Regions from separate parts of the Sus scrofa genome. Here all the other regions are linked to region 3. Evidence: chromatin contacts called from public HiChIP or PLAC-seq data. All regions are on one chromosome and are shown on one strand. The core of a region is the stretch at or near the end of the contact, and the rest is flanking DNA. Distances in the headings are between cores, read along the strand shown.

Region 1 (3,340 bases), core at 467-2,966, 630 kb after region 3:
TTCAGGGAAGGTCATGTGACACATCTGGGCCAATGGGATGTGAGGAGAGATTGACTGAGGTCTTCTGGGAACATTTTTCCTTGTTCTTCTTGCAGACTTTCTGGAAGCCAAATTCTTTCCCTGGAGTTATTATTCTAATTGAGATCTAAGCTATCTATAGCTATCTTACTGAGGATGAAGTTGACATACAAGGGAACACAAGGTCTGGAGAATCACCAGTAAGTGGAGTGGAGGCTCTGACTGAGTCATCCTAAAACTTGCTCTACCTATGCACTACTAATTTGAAAGTAAAAATAATTTCTTCCTTTATTGACTTAACCAATTTGAGTTGGATTTATTGTTACTTGCAATTGAAGGATGTCTACCTCACAGATGAGAAAACATGAATAGGAGTTCTTGTCTTGGCACAGCAGAAACAAATCTGACTAGGAACCATGAGGTTGTGGGTTCAATCCCTGGCCTTGCTCAGTGGGTTAAGGATCTAGTGTTGCCATGAGCCGTGGGCTGTGGTATAGGTTGCAGATGTGCCTCGGATCTGGCATTGCTGTGGCTCTGGCGTAGGCTGGCAGCAATAGCTCCAATTAGACCCCTAGCCTGGGAACTTCCATATGCCGCAGGTGCAGCCCTAAAAAGACAAAAGACAAAAGACAAAAAAAAAAAAAAAAAAAAAAAAAAGAAAAAAGAAAAAGACAAACAGAAAAAAAAGAAAACACAAACATATATAAAACTCCGAAAATTAAGTGCTATAAGATGGAAATACACTCTTAACATCATTTTAAAATACTATAATTCATGTGGATAATGTCTACCTTGGTTTTATGATGAAGCCAAGTCATCTTTGGGAGGTACCTCACAGAATCCTCTAATTTTGAATTTGAATCCTTTTGATAATATTCCTGCCAAGTGGCTATTCAATAAATGATTGAACTCTCCCAGTATCAAGGACATCACTACCTCCCAAGGCAGCACTCAGCACATTACTGTGTGTGGTCATCCCAGGATCATGTATTAGTATCTTCTTTGTTCTAATATGACCTTCAGAGATCATCTGAAGCCAGAGTGTGAGCAGGAAAATCTAGGGAGGTGAATTTATTGCTATTGGCCTGTACTGCCTCCTGGAAATAGTTGAGCTCCATCAATTCAGCCACGGGTGTGACTGTGGTCTGGCTGTGCCTCCCTTCCTTCTTGCTGGCAATCTCTCTGCCTGGCCCTGAGGGGGAAGCCACAGTTGCTCTCTGGAAAGACAATAGCTCTTTGTCTGGTCTGTATCCAAGGTAGGAACCTCTGCAGTCATTCACAACAGATTTACTGTGTGGTTTTTAGAATTGTAATTTTGAAAGGATTTGTTTCAGAGGCCAGCCCTTCATACTATGACCTTGGCAAGTTGGGCTCACTACAGCAGAGGAGAAAGCAAAGATGAAGTAGGAAATTATATGTTTATAGTTGACCCCACTGCTCCAAAGGGAAGATACTTTTATCATTTTCCCCTCCAAGCACCATACTAAGCAGTAAAATTTTGTGCATGTTCTGGATACAGGGGATTATTAATTGTAGATATCCTGCCTTCCTTGTCACTTGTTTGGCATCTGATTAAAGTCTGCAGCTATTGCTTCGATATCTAGGGACTTGCCTCTATGCCTCCTCCATGAGTTGTCCTGATGCTAGTCAGAGGTCCTGGACTGGACCCTGGCATGGTCAGCCTCTCCTCCTTCAGAACTCAGGGATTATTCCCCTAGTTGCAAGGAATGCTGCGATGAGAAGGCACTTGGCTAGAGTGAATCACCTAACCCAAGGTCAGACCTGCTTCCCAGGGCAGCCTCTATCCAAAAATTGCTCACACAAGGGATATAAATGCTCACTCCTCTTGCCCCAACCTGGCACAACTCTTCAGGGCCATCTCAGCTTTGGAGCTCCCACAGGGTCAGCTGAGATCATTGCTGAGACTGCATCATGACCCAATCCTAGTAACTGTTCTGCATGCTAATTTCCATTGCAGGTCTGCTTGCCAAGGTCTCCTCTGTGGCAAGCTCTCTGTGGTGACCTAGACAGATAGGAATATGCAGATAAGGCTCTTCCCCCTAGACATATTAAATAATGGTAACCTTGTGGGCTATGTTATTTCCCTAAGTATCTCCTTAGGAATGATAGTAAGAACTACCTTTATAAAGGGCTGGACCTGGGTCAGGCACAGGGCCAAGCCCTTCAGAGGCATCAGTTCACTGATCTCAGGGGCCATCATCTGCATTTTACTGATGTGGCAACTGTTGGTAAATGTAAATGTTAGCAAACCTAAGTTAATGCAGAGTGAGCCGGATCTCACTGAATGTATCCACTCAGATAACTTTCCCTGACTCCTCAGTGGTGTCAAGGAAGGCGAGCAAGGCTTAGAGGGACCAGAGGGGGTTTCTTTAGGGGAGCTGTTGGTACTCAATGCCTCCAAAGCTCACTTATGCCATGAAGGTAATAATTACAGGTAATGGTAAGAATATCACTTTGGTAAACACTGTTCTGAATGTGTAAATAAAGATTTGAAGGAGTTTTGTAGTAAATGCAGTGTTATGGGTCCCATGTATTGAGTGTCTGCTACCTACTAGTCAGAATGTTATAGAGATGTTTGACATGCATGTTATCATGGTTAATTTTTTCAGCAGACCTTCAAGGTCAACACTATCATCCCATTTTGAATATGAGAAACTGAGGACTAGAGAGGATGGATTAACTTGCCCAAGCCAGAATGATCAATTGTCCCAGTTTGCCCTGGACTGAGAGATCCTAAAACAGGAAAGTCCATGCAAACTGGGACCAGTTAGTCACACTCGGTGAATATAAAACACACATACCAGTAATAAAAACGTTTTGTAAAGTGACTAACTATTAGTTCCAACTGGCTTGTTCTCTAGTTACTGAGCCTGAACATATAATAGATTGACAGCTTCAAGGGTTATTAATAGTCTTAATGTGAAAAATACGAGAAGCAAGATAAAATGGAAAATAATCTTTGAGTCAATCTTAACCATTTCTTTTGATTAAAACATTATCCTTGCAAAATGCCAGAATCTCAGGAAGAGTACTCCTATTGTACTGTTCACTCTGCATTTTCTCTAATCAGCATAATGAAAGCCAAAAGTAACTTACCTCATCTGAAATCTGACCTCCAAATGTCACCCATGTTCCTAGAAAAAATAAATATCTGCACGTTATTCATAATTACATTTGTAATATTGTACATGAAGGAAACACTTTTTCTTTTCTTTTTTTCTTTTTTCTTTTGGCCATGCATGCAGCATGCAGAAGTTCCTGGGACAAGGATCAAACCAGAGCTACAGCAGTGACAATGCCA
Region 2 (3,265 bases), core at 177-2,676, 560 kb after region 3:
TTGTGGGTTTGGTCCCTGCCCTTGCTCAGTGGGTTGGCGTTGCCGTGAGCTGTGGTGTAGGTTGCAAACATGGCTCGGATCCCACGTTGCTGTGGCTCTGGTGTAGGCCGGTGGCTACAGCTCCAATTGGACCCCTAGCCTGGGAACCTCCATATGCCGCGGGAGCAGCCCAAGAAATTGCAAAAGACAAAAAAAAAAAAAAAAAAAAAAAAAGATGCTTTACATGTTTTAAAGTACTAAGTCTTTCAAATCAGGTGTACATTTGACACTAAGAGCACATCTCCATTTGGATTGGCTGCCTTATGTGCACTTAATAGCCACCTGTGAACAGCAGGGGTCCAAAGATAAGGAGAGAATCAGTTAGAATCCTTGTGAGGGATTAACAGGAATACCAGGTAGAGAGAATAGCGTGAAAAAGTGGAGTCTGTGAAATGGAGTGATAGAAGTGTAGAGTGAATGAATGAAGTGTGGGGATGGTGGGAATATGGAAAAAAGAAATTCCGGTAAAGAGTGGAAGGCCTCGAATTCCATTTTTTGGAGTTGGGGCTTAATGCTGTAGGCAGTGGGAATTTCAGAGGACTTCTCAGCTGTGAGTGACCCCATTAGACACCTAGAGGTATTTTGAAGGATGAGTTGGAAGGAGATTGAAAGGGGACACAGATGTTAGAAATTAATTGCAGTCCCAGCCAGAGACAATAAGCATTACCTAGACAGTTAGCAGTGGAGTAGAAAAGGAGAGTGACTTGGAGAGACATTTTGGAGGCTGATGGCAACTTAAAGACTGGGTGACTAGGAAGATACTGATACAGGATCCACAGAAGTCTGGAGCACAAGAAGTTTGGAGTAGGATGTGTTGAAGTGAAGGTGCCTATGGGATCTCACGTAGAAGTGACTGGTAGGAGTTCCCATCGTGGCTCAGGGGTAATGAACCTGACTAGTATCCGTGAGGACTCAGGTTTGACCTCTGGCCTTGTTCAGTGGGTTAAAGATCTGGTGTTGCCTCAAGCTGTGATGTAGGTCGAAGACGTGGCTCAGATATAGCATTGCTGTGGCTGTGGCGTAGGCCCACAGCTATGGCTCCAATTCGACCCCTAGCCAGGGAACTTACAAGTGTGGCCCTAAAAAGACAAAAAAAAAAAAAAGAAGTGACTCGTAGGCAGCCAGAAGGGCAGCTGTGGACCTTAGTGGTAGCAAAGGACTGGAGTTGAGAGTTTAGGAGTTATCTGCACCGTCATGCTAATTGAAGCCCTAGGAAAGGGTGAGATCATCTAGGGCTAGCTAGTATTTATTGCAAGAAATAGGCCAAGGGCATGTGTTACACTAGGACAAGGAACAAAGGCAGACTTTCTTTCAGGAATAGTCTGACCCTCTGTGGAGACCGTGGTGAAATACATTCCTGATGACTGATGCTGAGGTTTGAGCCTCACCCTTCCTCTGCCTGCAGTCATGTTGGCCAGAGTGACCTTGTCTCCACTCAGTGCTCTCCTCAGAAGCCTTAGAGTTTGGTGGAATAGTGTAGGACTTCCTCACTGGTTCTGGTAACGCTTTCCTCTCCTAGAAGAGAGTTTGGTTTCCCACCAGCTCTGGAGCATCAGAGATCTAAACTACTGTGCTAAAGTGAGACTGCAGCAATGAGACCCAAATCTAGAAACTGGATTTGTTGGAAATTTTGGGTCTAAAATATAGTGGGTTAGCCATGTGAGGAAAAAACATTCTTCATTCATTACACCAATAAGAAAAGAGATCTAAACATTAGAAAAATGAAACCATAAAGTACTTGAATAAAACATGAAATATATACATGTATATATAGTGTTGCAAGACTTAAATATTCAAGAAAAGCCATAACATCCAGAATTTTATGTGAAGTTGCTGCCCATTTTTTTTTAAATGTTGGCAACTGTTTGAAAACATTTTCATCTACTAGAGATCACACAAACATCCCACGAGCTAGCAGTTTTGCAACCAAGGTGTTACCCTGAGTGCAATAATTGGGGAGTGAGGGAGGTCTGGCAAGTGTCACGGGCTGGCAGGTGTCAGGGAAGTCCTTCCAGGACTGAGTCACTTTGAGCTGGGCCTTGGGGATGGACCAGGATTTTTCCAGGCTAGGGTGGTGGACACTCCGCAGGGGGAGGACCACTATTCTGGGGATTAGGATCCCAGAGGAGGTGAGGGAGGGGTGATGAGCCCTGGATGGGAAGGGCCTGAGTGCTGAGGAGTCGGACTTCCCTGAGTAGCTGGTGGGGAACCTCACAAGGGCTTTGAGGCTGGAGGTTGGGGACCTGAGCTGCTGACGGGACTGCCTGCAGCTGTGGCTTCTTTCCTGTTTCTCCTGTCTGCTGATGCTTAGCAAAACCTCTCCAGTTTATGCTCACCTTAGGTACATTCAAAGAAGCAGCTGCCTGCCTTTGCCCATTAGAAATTTCCTTATAACTGCTGGCACTGCATGCTTTCTATCTGCTGGGAGTCCCCAGCGGCCCCAATCTAGTAGCCTCACTATATCAAGGGGCCCAGTCACAGCTGACTGAGGGCAGAACCTTTGGTGCTGGGCTGGCCAGAGGTGGGAGTAGAAAGGGAGAGGATATGGTAAGCTGTCCTGGTAGCAGCTTCTTGCTAAGACAACATCCTTTTCTCTTGTGCATTGAGCATGGAAGCCCGAGCATAGAAGCCCGTCCTGCTACCAGCCAGAGCCCTGCTGGGAGGAAATGCTCTGGGGAGATGACTGACTCATTTTTCCACTGAAATGTATCTTTAGCTACCTACAGTACTCCCACAGTCCAGGAGCTGCCTCTCTCTCTCTCTTTTTTCAACCATTCCAGCAATATTAGCTCCCCCTTTGGATGTCAGTGATCACTCTATTAGCATGACAGGAATCCTCAGCTCATCCCTCTTCTTGCCAAGGCATCCAAAAGTCCAGTCTCTCTTTCCAAAGCCTACAGAATCCTACTTTACCTACAAAGCCACCATCCTTGCTAGTCCAGCCAACACCTGTTACCTGGACAATCCATCCTTGCCTTTTCATTCTGCTTTTCACACAGCAGTGAGAGCAATCTTTAAAAATTAAAATAACAGCATGTCCCTCCTCTTAAAACCCTCCAAAGAATTTGCTACATGTAGAACAAAACTCATGACTCCTCTGGAGTCCTGTGTGATCTGTCCCCTGCCTGTGCCCTTCGCCTCTTTTGCTCACTGCATGTTGGCCACATTAGCCTCAGGCTGGTGCTTCCTAGAACAAGCCAAGTGCCTCCCCACCTCAGGGCCTTTG
Region 3 (3,364 bases), core at 77-2,576:
CCATTATTCCTTCTTATCCGCTTAACCCAATTGCTCCTTCTTGGGCTTGTCCCGCCTAGGAAAAGAGGAGAGAGGCCCATGTGATAAAGCAGAACTTCAAACATAAACTGCACCACCTCGCAGAACACATTTTACCCTGATAAGAGGCCCAGACATATCTCTGCAGCCACCATGAGTCACAGTGAGAGTTCTGAGGGGAGGGAGGGGGAAGGACCGGCAGCAGGAGGAAAGATAAACAGAGGCCATTTCCGCCTTTCCCTGTCTTGCCAGGTCATGTAACCCTGTGTGAATGTCCCTGAGCGCGGTAAAGTACCTTCGCTCTAGTGCTGCCCAACATCTGTCTGGAAATGAGTACGTGATTGTCTCGTGAACGCCTGTGCGCCCAGCGCTTTTGACTTCTCAAAGCATTGCATGAATATTTGTTTGAGAGACTTCCAGGTGCAGATTTTGTTTTAAGCCATGTGCACTTTATCTAAGTCCTGGGACCCTAGCAAGTATGTCCTATTTTTTTTTTTTTCTTTTTCTTTTTTAAATTACCGCTTTACAGACGAGGAAACTGGGACTTAGAGAGGTTAATTGCTTCAGAAGTCCATCCAGCCAGTAGCGGGTTCCTGCAAATCATCAAATCAAACCCAGGTCTGTGTCACTGTAAGCCCAATTCTGGAGTGGCCACAGTTACAATGCTTCTGATGTATTTGTGGTTATCTCCCATACCATACATATATTTAGTACACAGTGTACATCCAGGCACCTGATAAATGCTCACTGAAAAAGTGCCTAAATCATGCCACTAAGAGCCAGGTTTGGTTCCAGCTGGTAGAGCCCAGAAATGCAGCTTTAGGTGTTTCCCAACACCTCCTGGGAACTCAATGGCCTCATCTGTAAAATGGAGGCATGGAGCAAACGTCCTCTAAGGAACCTTTAGCATTCTTTGGCTCTCTTCCAATGCTGCAGTGTCCTCAACACGCTGCCAGGATCCTGGACGGACAGCGGGGACCAACCGTGCTGGGCTCTTTGCGGGCACCCCCGCCCCTCTGAGGCCGCAGGCGACCAACCGCGTGAGGAGCCTGGAGGAACGCGACCCTTCGCGCATGCGCAAACCCTAGCAGCGGGACCGCAGGCACTCCTTCCGCGCCGGGGTGGGGGGGAAATCAGTGCCCCGGGTAGGGATGGGGTGATCCTGCTAGGACTGAGCCGGGGCCCACGGGGGGGTGGCGCCTGGCCCTCGTTAGGCAAGGCCAGAGCCTCCTCCAAGGCCCTCGGAAAGCTGTTCCCGTGCGGAAGAGCGTGTTCCGGCCTCCGCGCCCTCACGCTGGACGTGCTGGGCAGCACAGAGAGGCCGTTCTTTCCCAACACAGATGGAAACGCTCTCCTGGCACTGCTGCCTGGAGTGTGGAGGAGGGGAGGCCGCGGTGCGGCCGACTCAACTCAGAAAGCCAGAGGATTTTCCGCTTAAAAACCAAGCTGCTGAGTAAAATAAAAACGTGTAAGGTCACCGGGGACATTCAGCCAACTTGGGGTGGGGAATGGGAGGTGTGAGGCGTCACCTGATAGAATAAGCTACTAAAGGGCAGCAGGCACTGCTGGGAGGCCCGCCCTTTATTACTGTTTAGGGATGAATGACAGAACCTGGACAGCTATTTTTACACTGGATGAAACACTGACTGTGTGTGTGTGTGTGTGTGTGTGTGTGTGTGTGTGTGTGTGTGTATTCGGAGAGCTGGGAGTGTCAGGGGACAGGATCTAGGAAGAGAACACATGCACCCTCTTCCTTACTCATCCTGTGATCTTACTCCTCTTGCTGCTGCAGATTTCCTCCCTAAAAGTTAAGAATTACTTATTATTTTGAAATCAGAGAGGGAAAAGGATACTAATCAACAAGTTCCCTAAACGGTGAAAATAAATGAGATCTCAACATTCTGGATTTGCCCCTGTTGGTCCCCTCAGTCTTTTCTCCCCTCGTTTGCCATGATTTGAACATCCAAGTCTAGGGTTATGGACCTGAGTTTTCTTTTTCCTACTCAAGCATCATGGTATGGCCTCCAGGAGGTCTGGGTCAGTGGCTAGAGGAGACAGGGAAAAGAAGAGTCCTTCTACCAGGATGCCATTCATGTTGTCACTGTTTAGTGTACAGCTCCTTCCTGTTAGGACCTAAAAGAAAGACCCGCTTCTTCACATAGGGATAGGGATTTTTTAGGCCATGGTATATGCTGGGAAGGCAGAAAGACATCAGGAAAGGGTGGCTGCTGTGAATATTCAGCTGACCTGAGGCAGCCAGAGCCTATGCCAGAGCTTTACTCTGCAGAACAAATGTGATGCCGAACTGACCAGCCTAGGAGGTGTGATGTGGGAGACAGCTGCCTGCTTCGTGGGGAACCATTGCGTTACCAGGTGACTTCAGACTGCTCGATTTGCCTTGAATCCATTGAACTTCATTTAATTTTCTCTCTGAGACCTAAGAAATCTGGAAAAGGAGATATTGAAAATAATTTTAAAAGTTAAACAAGGCATGAAATAACTTCTATCATTAAAATGAGCTTGTAGAGCTTCACCATTTCAAGGGGATCTTTTATAAGTCTTTTGTCTGAGAAGCATGGAGACAAAAACCTGGAACAAAACAAACCCCTTCACCAAGGAGGAAATGCTACCTGGAGCTCTTGATTTCATTTGTCACTTCTAAGATTCACCAGATCACAATAAGAATATAGGGTAGAAATGTGTGGGGTGGGTGGGTGGGGTTAAACTGTGACTAATTCATCTGTGACTAATGTCTCCAACAATGTGAAAGTCATCTTTACCTTCTGCAAAGGGAAGTTGGAATTCAAAGTTGTAGAGAAGCATCTTTCCTCAGCAGCTACCAAGGGCCTCCTAGATTCCATCACAGCTGGGATCTTAGATGCTCATCCACTTCTTCCAAAGGCAGGTCAGAGAAGATGGTGTTTTATTGAAGAGATAATTCAACCTAGGGGCTCTCTCATAGCAGAATGCCCCCCAAACCTCCCACCCCCCCATTATCTGTAGGCCGGCTCCAATTTAGCCAAGGTTGAGAGGAGAAGCCCAAATTATCATTCTTATTTTTTGTTTGCATATATGTTTGTTTATTCTGTTTTGCTTTTACAAACACAGCAGAACTTCTACATGCAGGTGGCTGAAGACCCTAGAGAGCTTTCAGTCACTAAAAAAAGTGGGAGTGGAGCCATCCACATCCACCCCAGAGGATGCTTTTATGCTAGTCCCCTCTCTTCCATCCCTGGCAGGTTTAACAATGGTGCCACATGGTATGTTCAAGTGTGGGCAAGTTGATCCCTCCCTCCAGTCACCTTTACTGAATGTCACTCTATGTCCATAGTAACTAAACCCAGCC

Evidence for each region. HiChIP or PLAC-seq counts read pairs in DNA pulled down with a chosen protein or histone mark.
Region 1: an H3K27ac HiChIP or PLAC-seq map of skeletal muscle shows a contact between it and region 3. The contact joins two enhancer-like sites. A contact is called at or near these places in 1 of 47 Hi-C or Micro-C datasets (embryonic fibroblasts) and 1 of 2 datasets of contacts at active chromatin or transcription factors (skeletal muscle).
Region 2: an H3K27ac HiChIP or PLAC-seq map of skeletal muscle shows a contact between it and region 3. The contact joins two enhancer-like sites. A contact is called at or near these places in 4 of 47 Hi-C or Micro-C datasets (embryonic fibroblasts and liver) and 2 of 2 datasets of contacts at active chromatin or transcription factors (alveolar macrophages and skeletal muscle).

What each region holds. Positions count from the first base shown.
Region 1 is chr13:96,293,302-96,296,641 of Sscrofa11.1, reverse strand. KCNAB1 (potassium voltage-gated channel, shaker-related subfamily, beta member 1) reads right to left here. Exons shown (of 15, transcript NM_001105294.1): 4 at 3,136-3,173. Among named protein-coding and RNA genes, the nearest start is that of SSR3, 95 kb to the left of the region's middle. Within about 2 kb of position 1,716, at least 6 of the 83 cell types and tissues checked have an H3K27ac peak or open chromatin away from gene starts, as enhancers often do. A contact at or near this core is called in skeletal muscle, where this site is marked.
Region 2 is chr13:96,367,137-96,370,401 of Sscrofa11.1, reverse strand. The region is part of intron 14 of KCNAB1 (potassium voltage-gated channel, shaker-related subfamily, beta member 1); the gene reads right to left. It also overlaps a transcript of SSR3 not described here. Among named protein-coding and RNA genes, the nearest start is that of SSR3, 21 kb to the left of the region's middle. Within about 2 kb of position 1,426, at least 15 of the 83 cell types and tissues checked have an H3K27ac peak or open chromatin away from gene starts, as enhancers often do. A contact at or near this core is called in skeletal muscle, where this site is marked.
Region 3 is chr13:96,926,778-96,930,141 of Sscrofa11.1, reverse strand. No RefSeq gene overlaps it. Among named protein-coding and RNA genes, the nearest start is that of CCNL1, 76 kb to the left of the region's middle. Within about 2 kb of position 1,326, at least 46 of the 83 cell types and tissues checked have an H3K27ac peak or open chromatin away from gene starts, as enhancers often do. A contact at or near this core is called in skeletal muscle, where this site is marked.